Linked DNA regions of Mus musculus: all the other regions are linked to region 1. Evidence: chromatin contacts called from public capture Hi-C and promoter capture Hi-C data. All regions are on one chromosome and are shown on one strand. Each heading gives the region's core, a stretch centred on a gene start, on an enhancer-like site or on the middle of the called end of the contact. The rest is flanking DNA. Distances are from core to core; before and after follow the strand shown.

Region 1 (2,934 bases), core at 50-2,549:
CTTGTAAACATCCACTGTGAGATGCTGATAGCTACCCTGAAACAAAACCAAAGTATTTGCAAATATTTGTTTCAGGCCTTAGTCTCCTACATTGGTTCCCAACCTTCCTAATGCTGCAACTCTTTAATTCATTGCCTCATGTTGTGGGGACCCATAAAATGATTTTGTTGCTACTTCATACTGTAATTGTGCTACTGTTATGCATCATAATGTAAATATCTGATGGCCAGGATATCTTATATGCAAACTTTTGGAAATCCAAAAGAGTTCCAACTCACAGATTGAGAACCACTGATCTACAGGAAGCCACCCTGAGTTACCATGTTCATTTCTGGCACCTTTCCTTTTTGGAATGAAAATTGGTGCTGTAGATTGTGGACATAAACATAAGTCCCCTCCCACACTGCAACCAAGACAGCTGTTGGGCAATCTGGTGACTTTATTCTCCTGTATCAATCTGTGAAGCATGGATACAGGAAAAGCATAGTGCCCAGAATTGTTAGGTGATGGGTCTGTCACTTTAAGCCTGGAGCTCACAGCCAAGTTCTCTCTTAGAGCTGATGGGCTTTGGATGGGAACAGTAAACTCACAAGCAGGCCTAGGCCAGAAAAGTAAATCCAAGAAAAAAAAACAAAACCAAAACCAAAAAAACAACAAAAAGGACACAGCCACATCCTGCCAAGCCCAGATTCCCTAGCTGACAGCAAGAATAACAGGGAAGATAAGCAAACATTTTCCCTGTCTCTGTAGTCACTGACTGAGTAATAGCAAGTATCCCAGTGCCACTGAGGCATGTACCCAAGAGCTTCAATATATGCTACACTATCAACTGCCACCAGGGAAAAATGTCTTTAGAGTTTAGCCTTTCCTATGTTCCCTATAAGCATGCCTCCCTATGGACTGACCAGGAACACGGATCTTTTTCCCAGAAAAAAAGCAAGCATGTTTATAGACCCCGTTCTTTTGCCTGAATCCTCATGCACCCTCCCATGGAACCAGCTCAGTCTCTTACCCATAGCCACCAATTACAGCTGTTACTGTAACCTCTATTTAATAAGAAAAGTCAACAAGTGGGGACACAATCAGACACCGATGCAGGGCAAATCTAACTATCTGCTCTCTTGTACATAGATTAGCTCTAGCCTGGAGATACTGAGAATTCTGTATTCTTACCTCCTTGGGTTTATAGGTGCCAAAGCCCAGGGCAGGAATTAAGTGGCCATCGTTTAGTTTGACATAGTGCTGTTTGGAGCTCATTGTCTCTCACTCCCCTGGCTAAGCACTTCCTGAGTCTTCTGTTGCCCTGAAGCGGAAGTGGGTAAACATTGTATATCAACTTCCTGTCAAATGGTTAGCAAGGGACATTCCCTTTCTGAAAGTTAGCCATGCCTACTCACTGGCTAATGTTTAACTATCTGCTATCCAGCTAATGATTAATCAGTGCTACTGTCTAGCTAATGGTTAACAGTACTGTTGTGTGCCTACTGTTTAAATACTACTATCGTCTCTCTAATGGACACCAACTCAAGGGAGGAGTCAGAAATTTAAAGCAGTATTCCACAAATAAGAACGCAAGCCACTCATTTTCATATGATGGATGAATTTCAAATAAAGTACTATATAATGATAAAGCATTTGTTTTCTGTGTTTTTTCTCTTGTTTATCTCATATATTATATATTATTAGAGAAGAGATTAATTGGATAATTTTGATACTGAAGACATTTATTTTCATTTGGCCAGTATGAAGCCTCTACTTGATCATGCATCACTGAAAATAATGATCTACTGCATACCATACAACATAATTAGCAAAGAAGCCACAATTGAGTTCTTAAAATGATAGGGACACACTCCCCTCACAATATTTCAACCCAAAAATTGCCCTATCTACAAGAAATATCAGGACAAAGATGAAAGAGGGACTAAGGGAATGGCCAAGGAATACCCGGTGCAACTTGAGACCTATCACATGGGCAAGCACCAATCCCTGACACTATTAACGATACTCTGTTATGCTTGCAGATAGGAAGCTAGCATAATTGACCTCTGAGAGGCTTAATCTAGCATCTGAGTGAGACAGATGCAGAGGCCCACAGACAAACATTGGATGGAGCTCAGGCACTCTTGTGATTATTTGTGTGGGGGAGAATTGAGCATCCTGAAGGGGGTAGAAATCCTATATTAAGATCAACAAGGCCAACTAATCTGGACCCTTGGGGGGCTCTCAGAGATTGAACTACCAACCAAAGAGTCTGGCTAGACCTATCCCCCTCCCCCCACATATGTAGTAGTTGTTCAGCTCCATCTTCATGTGGGTCCCCCCAATAACTAGAGCAAATCTATCCCTAAAGGTTTTTTGTGGAATCTGTCCCCCCAACTGGGTTACCTTCTCTCACTTCAGTAGGAAAGGATGCACCTAGCCTTGCAAAAACTTGATGTGCCTGGGTCGGGGGATATCCAGGATACATCCACCCTCTCAGAAGCGAAAGGGAGGGGAAAGGGACTTTGCAAAGGACTGAGGGTACTGTAGTGTGGTCCAGGGGCAGAGTCAGCAGTCAAGATGTAAAGTGAATATGTAAATTATTTACTGAAAAAGAAAAACCTCATGAACTGAATTTAGTCTTCTCAGAATTTTATTTAAAAAGTAATCAACAATTAAAGTTGAAAAGTTTAAACGTTTTGAAATTTCTCCCTGCAATTTTTTCCTGAATTTTTTTATTGTCACTGATAGAATTGTGACCCTGAAATACACAGTAAAGGGGACAGCACAGAATAGTGCTTAGTGGTTGAAAAACAAATGGCAGTTACTGGATTTTTTTTCCTGCACCATGACTTAAACATTTCTGACACATTCATTTCATAGACAAGTTTAATATATTTGCTTCAAATGTTACATATTTCTGTATGTATGCTGAGTGTATCAGAAAAATGT
Region 2 (2,826 bases), core at 168-2,667, 130 kb before region 1:
AATAATACTATATATTTCAGTAGACTTTTTCAGTTTCTACTTATAAAAAAGGACATGTGACAATTGTTTTTCTGTGTCTGGACAGTTCATGTAGCACAATATCCCAGAGTTCCATCTATTCAGCTGCAGATAACAGATAGTTACTTTTCTGTATGCATAGTGGCCTAATATCTGTATATGTGTATAGGCGTGTGTGTGTGTGTGTGTGTGTGTGTGTGTCTATTTGTCGGCTTATCCGTCTATCTGTCTGTCTCATGTTTTCTTTTATATTTCATTAGATGCTGCACACTGAATTGATCCATGTATCAATTATTGTAAATAATGCCATAATGAATGTTAATATCTATTTGCTCTACTCAGTATACTTATTATTTACATATATGCAAAAATGGGATGTCCAAGTGATATCTACTTTTAGTAGTTCTGTAGGAAACTAAAACAAGTTGTGGCATTGGCATACAAATGGACACACAGGAGAATGGAATGGAATCGATTTCATCTACATGAGTCCATGGTCCAGAGTGATTCTCAACAAAGGCATGGAGGCAAGGATAAGAAACAGCACAGGCTTTTCAACCAGTGACACTATGACCTCTGTGTGTCCTCACACAGAGGGCAGAAATGTGGCTATAGTTCCTTACCTGGTATACATATCAATCAAAACGAACAAAAGACGTTTGTATGAGACCTGAGATGGTAAAACCACCAGAAAGAACATGAAGGAATCTCTTTAAAACATTGCATAGGCAATTTTTGGATATGTCCTTCAAAGCACAAGACACAACAGCAAAAGCAGACAAATGATAGTATATCAAGTTAAGAATCTTTCAATTCATGGTAGAAACAGTCAATAGAGTAATGAAACCAACTACAGAACAGGAAAAAACCTGTCATCCAATTATTTCATAAAGACTAATACACATAGCTTATATCAAACTCAGAATAACAAAAAAAGTAAACAAAAATGCATGAGTTGGTTGAATAAACATATTTCAATGGTTAACAAATAAAATGTTTGTGTAATATATATCATCAGATAATGATGTTAACTAAGTTTCAAATTTTCTCCTTTTCTCAGAAGCAGATCGACACTGAAGGAAGACCCCAAAACCAGAATAGTTAGTGATTACATGATCAAACCTTAGTAGAACCCACCCAGTCTGCCTCTCTTCTACATAGCACAGCTCTAATCTGGTGGAGCAGAGCAGCAGGAGTCCACCAAAATTCCACAGGAATTGATAAATTTCATTCTTTTAGGCCCTTAATCCCCAAACCTTTTTTATTACCTCTTCAGTTGCATAGGTGCCAAAGCCCAGGACAGGAATGGAGTGACCATCATTTAATTCTATCTTCTGAATTTTGGAATTCATTCTCAGCCACTGCTCTGACCTAGAAGATTCTCTCTCTTCCTCTGCTTTCACAAGCCAGCGAACAAGTGCAAATTATAGCCCCAAGTGAATGAGTAATCAGCAGTCAATGGCACGGGGGCGGAGTGAGCTCTTACAGCATTCTACTTGTGAGGAAAGAGTTGGCACCAGACCGTTTATTCTCATACAGAAGAGAATTTGCTACAACATCCTACATAGTGACACATACATGACTTTATGTAATGAATGTTGTTACTAGAATACTCCACACAGTATTTTAAGTTGCTTTATGAGAGACCGAGGGATTGCTGACAATGTCTAGAGTGGAAAGTTTGAGGTGCCTATTGTTCTGTTCTCCATTGCTATGAAGACATACACTATGTACATACACTATGTGGCATAGCAAAGTAGCTCAGAAACCCAAATTGGCGATCGCTGTTTCTTTTCCATTTTAATTTGCCTCATTTTTTTTTCTAGAGATACTGTCTATGAAACCCTTCCTACTACTTTTCTATAACTTTCTACTACCATTTTTCTAGCCAGAATGATCCCCAGTTCTGTGTGAAGGTAATTGGGGTGCCTTGCTCCCTTGTTTACTTTTCTCTTCTGTTATCCCCTTTCCGTATTTTGCAGTTTTAATGCAGTTTTCCTTTTCTGCGGTTTATGCTTCTGAGAGAAATGAAGAGTTGGAGACATATCATTACACCTTCTCATGTAGAACATATGGGAGAGTGAAGTGAAATTTGAGGTTGGTGGATTTAACAAAAGGTGACATAAAACAGGTTATACCAGTGATTAAATGCTGTAGAATTAAACAAACACATTTGTTAATCCACACGGAAAACTATAACATTGCCAAAAGCTACATTCAGAAGAGGTTTTATGTATCTAAAATACTGGTGTTGAGGTGGTATATACATTCACTGAGAGCAGTTTGTCATATCCATGAACAAATAGCTAGGTTAATGTTTAAGAGACAAATGTGTCATCACTATATTGTGTTAAAAAATTCCACCCACAAAATCATGTTAGGGAAATATAAAGATAGATCTTTTAGTTTCTTGCATTCAACACTATGGAAAATATCTTCACTGTTCACAAATATTTAGGAGAGGATTCTGCCATTTAGCAGTTTAGGAATAAAGCTTTGAATCATACTCTGTTGCAATTTCTGAGGAGACACTGCGCTGTCCTAACTGGTTTGGTCACTTTAGAGCAACCTGTCCTAGACGCATTAACTCGGATTTGTAGAGAAAATTCCTTATCTTCAAACAAGCTTTCCATTCATCTTCAAATCACAGACATTTCTTCCCCTGAGACACTGTACTAAAGAGATAACATAATCACAAACATAATGCCATCTATACTCCAAAGTGCTATAGGGCAGTTTGTCTAGTGTGCTGACTTCTGAGTGTCATCCCTTCTGTTTGATCACACACCTGAGGCATCAAAACCTGTG
Region 3 (2,700 bases), core at 23-2,522, 240 kb before region 1:
CTTCTTGCTCACTTAGAAAAAAATGTTATAATTCACTGTGAAGAAGGAAGCAAATTCTCATTCTGCCGATTTTTACAATAGGCCTGTGTTGACTATTGGGTTTTTCTTGTGTCTAGAATGAGTCTTTTCTTCCTTGGCCACTACTACTCTGTGGTCAGGGCCATACTAGTGCCTAACATCTCATGCAGTGGAGCCTCGTTTCTGTTTAGTTTCACAGCTGAACCAAAGAAAAGTCAAAGGGTATACTCATTAAATTTATATCTGATACAATTCTGGCATAAAATACACAATAAAAGGCAAAAATCTGACTCTGCCAAGAGATGGGAATGGACTGTAATAACAAGATAAATTATAGTGCTATTGGAAAAGCACTTGCAGAATTTTAAGGTGAGGAAGTGCAACATAACTGTAACCCTGAAGAAAGTGCTGCTTCGAGTTTTCTGATCCGAGCTGAGTTTTTGAATCAATTTGGAGTATAATTCATCAGCATGTGTTTTTGAGCTACATTAGTTTATGATAGTACAATGTGAGGCAATGCAGGAGGGCATAATGAATTGTATCTAATGAGGCTGTGGGAGTCATGAAGAACCTGAGGCTCATGAACATATGTTGAGCACAACAAGCAAAGGTACATACTAGGTTAGTAGTGACTGTGATAGAGGAGAGAGGGCTCTTCTGGAAAGAGGCAACTATTTCAACAAAGGCAACAATCAGAACTTTATCTATTAAAGAAGCAAAATAAGAGAGTCTGAATTTTAAATAAAGATATACCACAGAGAAGAAGATAATTAAAGGAATTTTGATGTTTTGTGAGCTCAGGCCCAGACATCAAACTTTGAGAAATTCTATATTGTATTTTTTTTTTTTTGGTATGGTTCTTTAAAACAAATAGAAGGTGAGGAAGGGAACAGGTTCTGTAGCAGAATTTCATGTTTAAAGACAAACACCATGGTGATAATTTTGCATCTTATAATAAAGTCTGGTATAAATTAATTATTGGGGTAGACTGTCACAGTTAGCTTTTCAGTTTAGGAGCTGAAAAATCCAATGTCTTCTAATATGTAAACTTTCTGTGTGTGTTTCCTGTAAGATATTTCTATAGAGTCACAAAGGGATTACAAGAAAGTCAATGGACTCACTCCAACTTTATTTTAGAGCCTTTGTAATCTTGTCCCTGCCTTTCTTGACAGAAAGAAAGAGTGCTGGAGCCTTGCCTTCTATTCAGCTCAGGTGAGTCAAGGGAAGAAAGGACAGAGTCCAATTGGCTGGGCTGTGGGTACCATGGATCTCAAACACAGTTGTTCAGTGAAGCTGAATGATGGACACGTGATGCCAATGCTTGGACTTGGAACGTTTGCTTCGGATCTTTTGGAACTAAAGGGTTGGATATTACCTACCCTGGAAGTAATTCCAGAAAGCAGGAGAGCTGTATCTGGTGGATGATTTTTCTGCATGTGGCCTGCTCAATTGTGTGTCTTGTAAGACTTTATTTGTCCAGCTAAGTTTGTTTCCTTGGAGGAACACAAACACAGGATATCAGATTAAATCATTAAAATATACACTGATTGAAATTTGAGGAAAATTTGTAAATACTATTATCCTGACTTTGCCTCTCAACAGCAGCCTTGTGAGGTATGGTCCTTGTCCTGGAAACAGTAGCTGGTCAGATGGGTATTGCCAGCTCTCTGGGCATCTGCTACTCTCTCACTGTGGTTTTTCTGGATATGGACCTAGCATCCCGCTCTTCAATCCTTCCAGTTTGGATGCAGACAAAGGGACAGATTCATATAACTTTTCCTACATGCAAAATTAGTGGATACGGTTTTGCCAGTAAGGACAAATAGTAGAATAAATAAACTAGTGTATAGGATGGTGAATAGGAAGGAATAAATACCCATATTACTAGTCAGGAGTATCATCTATGATGGCCATACTTTTGTTTTTGAAGGAGCGTTTACTAAGTATTTACAGGCAAAAGTAAAGGAATGAATTATGGAAGGGAAATAGAAACAGATATATAGCAAAATATCATTAAATCAGGGGACTACCAAACATCTAGTAGGAATGAATTATGAGAGTCCTATGGAGGTAGCCAGCTGGAATTTTCCTGTTGCAAGTCCACCATTGGCAGAATGAAGTACCCCCTTGGGTGAGGCTTCCAAGTAACTGAACCAATAGCAGCAGATGGAGATGACATAATCAAATTGTATGCAGGAACCCACAAACCACTGGAACAGTTGGGGTAGTAAGTTGGAGTTCTTGATTTAGCTTTCTCTCCTCATGGATGAACTTCCCCTTCATATCACTTTTCTTCTTCTTCTTCTTCTTCTTCTTCTTCTTCTTCTTCTTCTTCTTCTTCTTCTTCTTCTTCTTCTTCTTCTTCTTCTTCTTCTTCTTCTTCTTCTTCTTCTTCCTCTTCCTCTTCTTCTCCTCCTCCTCCTTCTCTCCTCCTCCTTCTCCTTCTCTTTCTACTTTTTCTCCTCCTTCTCTTTCTTTTCCTTCTCCTTCCCCTCCTCCTACCCCTCTTCTCCTCCTTTTTCTTCTTCCTCTTCCACTTCCTTGTCTCCTCACAGTAGTGATTTTCATATCATGGGATAAACAACAGCCACTTCTGACTGAAATGTTTTATGTGCTAGCTGTTTTTAAGACACGTGTTTTCAATACCGTTAGCTGCTTGAGTTTTTTCCTATTCATGGTACA
Region 4 (3,028 bases), core at 309-2,808, 220 kb before region 1:
TAGTGTTTTGCTGTGGATGGCTCTGTGCTGCTTGTATTTTATGTTAATTCTGCTCTCCTGGGAGAGGCTGCCTGGAATGAGGAATGAGTCTCAAGCTCAGGTGGCTTCTTGTGAACCAGTCTCCTAATGAATAAAGGAGCCAATCACTGGGCAAGTAGGAGGGACTTCTGGGTTGGATGGACAAAAATAGGTGGCAGGAGAGAGTTAGACCCTCTTTGGAATGGGACAGCAGACAGGTAAGATGTAGTTGCTAGAGTTTCTGGTATCATGGCAAATTTGCAAGGAATTGGATTTTTTAAAAAAAAAATGTATTTATTATTATAAATAAGTACAGTGTAGCTGTCTTCAGGTGCACCAGAAGAGGGCATCAGATCTCGTTACAGGTGGTTGTGAGCCACCATGTGGTTGCTGTGATTTTAACACTGAGCCTTCTGAAGAACAGTCAGTGCTCTTATCTCAGCCAGTAATTGGATTTTACTTTTTTTTTTTTTTTTTTTTTTTTTTTTAGTTTTTCGAGACAGGGTTTCTCTGTGTAGCCTTGGCTGTCCTGGAACTCACTCTGTAAACCAGGCTGGCTAGTTTACAAGATTAGGTTTTAGTTGTTGCACCCAGAGATTGAGTTACCATTGTTTCTGAACTGAGTTTGTGTTGCGTTTTCCTTCACTCGGTGGCTCATATGGGTTCAAGAAAGGTATGGTGGCAAAGCATGGGATTGCCAGATGTGCACCACAAAGGCATGGGGGATTTGAAGCACGGGGTTGGCGTGGTAGCAACTGCCAGTGGGAACCCGAGAGCTGGGTGGAGAGATTGTGGAGTTTTGAGTCAGTCTCCACAAGATAGAAACAGGCTGGCTGTTGCCCACCAGTGCATGGTCAGCCAGGCCGCTGGGGCAGAGGCACAAGAGTAGGAACGTGCCAGTTCATTTTTTAAATATTTCCTGCAACAGAGCTTTATTTAGGACAGACAAAATCATATCATTTGCACCAAAACGAATGGACTAGGTGAAAATCATCTTGTTAAACATAAAATCCCCAACTCAGAAAGGCAAATAGCTTGTGTGTTCCCCACAGATGGTGTTTGGTTTTTGAAAAAAGACATAAAAGGAGAAGAGACTATTTAGGGGGCCAGAGAGGGAACAGGAGGGGCAGTGGGTAAGCTTGATCAAGAAACATTGTGTCTGGGTGGAAATGTCACAATGAGACTTTTACTGTTTAGAAAGTAAAGAAGAGATACTCTTTTCAAATGAAAACCAGAGCCCAGTAGCTGAAGTTACTTTCTAGGTAACCTGTGATTGATTGCTGTCCATCAGTTTCCCCTTAACAATTTACACAATTAAGCATGGACTGTGAACAGAACCTTTTCTTCTACAAGAAATTCATGGTTTCATTTTCATGCTTTCTTGATTTATTGGAGTTCACTCTCATACACATGCAGACAGCCTCCAGTTTTTGTCTCTGGACTATTGCTTTAAGCTGGCTCCTCCCACATGCCATTGTTTAACTTTCCAGGAGATATTTAAGGAGCTGTAGCAATTTTCCTGGCGTTTATCCTGTGAAAACAGAAGTCTCAAGACCTGCGTGGTTGCATGAGTAACAAGCTATGAATTCTGTATCCCCACGTGTGGTACTAAACGATGGTCACTTCATCCCTGCACTGGGGTTTGGAACCACTGTGCCCGATAAGGTAAGAGTTGTGTCTTGGGCTTAAGAGTTTATAGGAGAAGAGATCAAGGATGTGCTTTTAGATTTGCTCCTGTTTGCTTCAGGCTCACATTAGACATCAGGTCTGCAGATTACAGCTATTCATGTGTAATAGAGGAGTCAGACTTGTTACTGTTCCTTGGAGACTTATCATGTGGACAATATTGTTTATTCTGGGCTCTGCTCTGTTTCTCCTTTAGTTTCAGTCTATTTTACAGTAAATGAAAACCAATCAGTACTACTGCTGTGCTTTGAATTGATTACAAAAGGATTAGTGACATGGATTTTTTTTTCTTTCTGTGCTTCAAATAACTATTCCTCTCAGAAGCCAGAAAACAAATTTGTAGTAGAACTTATTGGAGTTTATGACAAATGATCAGACAAAGAGCAGAGTCTGAGTCCACAGCACAAACTTCAGACCTGCACTGAAGTAGAATTTCTTTCCTACTTTCACTTTAGAAGCATTTACCTAAAAAGAAAATAGAACACTATTTTTGGGGTTAATTATAATTTAACAAAGCAACTCTAAATCCTTGCTCCATGATCCCATTCATGACATTTGAATCAAAATACAACAGGAGGTTTTCCTGGGGAAATGTTTTCATTCTGATCTCATCCTCTGGTTACTTACTCAGTGCGTGGCAAAGACTGGCACTGCAAGCTTAAGTCGCAATTTTCTCATGCAGAAGACATGATCATAGAGATACTTTGACCTCTTCTGATAAGAATTTTTACTTAGCATGCATGCTTGAAAGAGAGGTAAGGAGCAAAGATATCACAGCAGCTCTAGTTTCAGTAAATCTGTAGGAGTCAGTACAGTTTAGAGAAGGGCAGGGCTGCGTTGTGTAAACTGGAACTCAGTGTTTGAGCTCAGTGGTTAAGAGCACTGGCTCCTGTGGCAGAGGAACTAGGTTCAAGTCCTGGCACCCTCATGGTGGCTTACAACTGTCTGTAATTCCAGGTCCAGGAGATTCAAAATCCTCTTCTTGTCTCTGCTGACACCAGGCAACATAGACATGCAGGCTGGCAAAACACTTAAGATAAAATAGTGTTTTTAAATGGAAAACTAAATTATACTATTTTACGTAGATTGAATACATTAGAGAAAACAATTCCTGAAACATTTTGTCGGGCCTTTGATGAATTGAGTCTGATTGGTCCCTGGGCTCACAGGGCAGAAGAGAAAAGGTACACACAGGACTTCCTTAGATATTCAGATCACACACAAAAACATGCTCTCTCTCTCTCTCTCTCTCTCTCTCTCATGTGCATGTGCACAAATAACAAAAATAGAAAAATTAGAAAAATTTTATAACTCATCTTCATTC

The links. Promoter capture Hi-C pulls out the DNA fragments that hold promoters and counts their contacts. Capture Hi-C pulls out chosen DNA fragments and counts their contacts.
Region 2: a contact with region 1 is called in a capture Hi-C map of macrophages, with 5 times the contacts expected there. The contact joins the promoter of Akr1c18 here to the promoter of Akr1c12 in region 1. A contact is called at or near these places in 23 of 39 promoter capture datasets (the 3T3-L1 cell line, the C10 cell line, the HPC-7 cell line and 13 more), 6 of 15 datasets of contacts at CTCF or cohesin (the G1E-ER4 cell line, embryonic stem cells, pro-B cells and 1 more), 141 of 484 Hi-C or Micro-C datasets (the 3T3-L1 cell line, 3T3-L1-derived adipocytes, 8-cell embryo and 66 more), 14 of 115 datasets of contacts at active chromatin or transcription factors (DN3 thymocytes, the NIH/3T3 cell line, acute myeloid leukemia and 8 more) and 4 of 9 other capture datasets (adipose tissue, embryonic stem cells, liver and 1 more).
Region 3: a contact with region 1 is called in a promoter capture Hi-C map of liver, with 6 times the contacts expected there. The contact joins the enhancer-like site here to the promoter of Akr1c12 in region 1. A contact is called at or near these places in 12 of 39 promoter capture datasets (the 3T3-L1 cell line, cranial neural crest, embryonic stem cells and 6 more), 2 of 484 Hi-C or Micro-C datasets (cranial neural crest and liver) and 1 of 9 other capture datasets (liver).
Region 4: a promoter capture Hi-C map of liver shows a contact between it and region 1, with 4 times the contacts expected there. The contact joins the promoter of Akr1c14 here to the promoter of Akr1c12 in region 1. A contact is called at or near these places in 11 of 39 promoter capture datasets (the 3T3-L1 cell line, 3T3-L1-derived adipocytes, the HPC-7 cell line and 6 more), 1 of 484 Hi-C or Micro-C datasets (liver) and 3 of 9 other capture datasets (adipose tissue, liver and pancreatic islet).

Annotation. Positions count from the first base shown.
Region 1 is chr13:4,278,100-4,281,033 of GRCm38.p6, forward strand. Akr1c12 (aldo-keto reductase family 1, member C12) reads right to left here and starts at 1,300. Exons shown (of 9, transcript NM_013777.2): 1 at 1,174-1,300. The coding sequence starts at 1,257.
Region 2 is chr13:4,149,229-4,152,054 of GRCm38.p6, forward strand. It overlaps Akr1c18 (aldo-keto reductase family 1, member C18), which reads right to left and starts at 1,418. Exons shown (of 9, transcript NM_134066.3): 1 at 1,287-1,418. The coding sequence starts at 1,370.
Region 3 is chr13:4,033,964-4,036,663 of GRCm38.p6, forward strand. No RefSeq gene overlaps it. Among named protein-coding and RNA genes, the nearest start is that of Akr1c14, 24 kb to the right of the region's middle. Within about 2 kb of position 1,273, at least 4 of the 459 cell types and tissues checked have an H3K27ac peak or open chromatin away from gene starts, as enhancers often do. A contact at or near this core is called in liver, where this site is marked.
Region 4 is chr13:4,058,033-4,061,060 of GRCm38.p6, forward strand. Akr1c14 (aldo-keto reductase family 1, member C14) reads left to right here and starts at 1,559. Exons shown (of 9, transcript NM_134072.2): 1 at 1,559-1,683. The coding sequence starts at 1,600.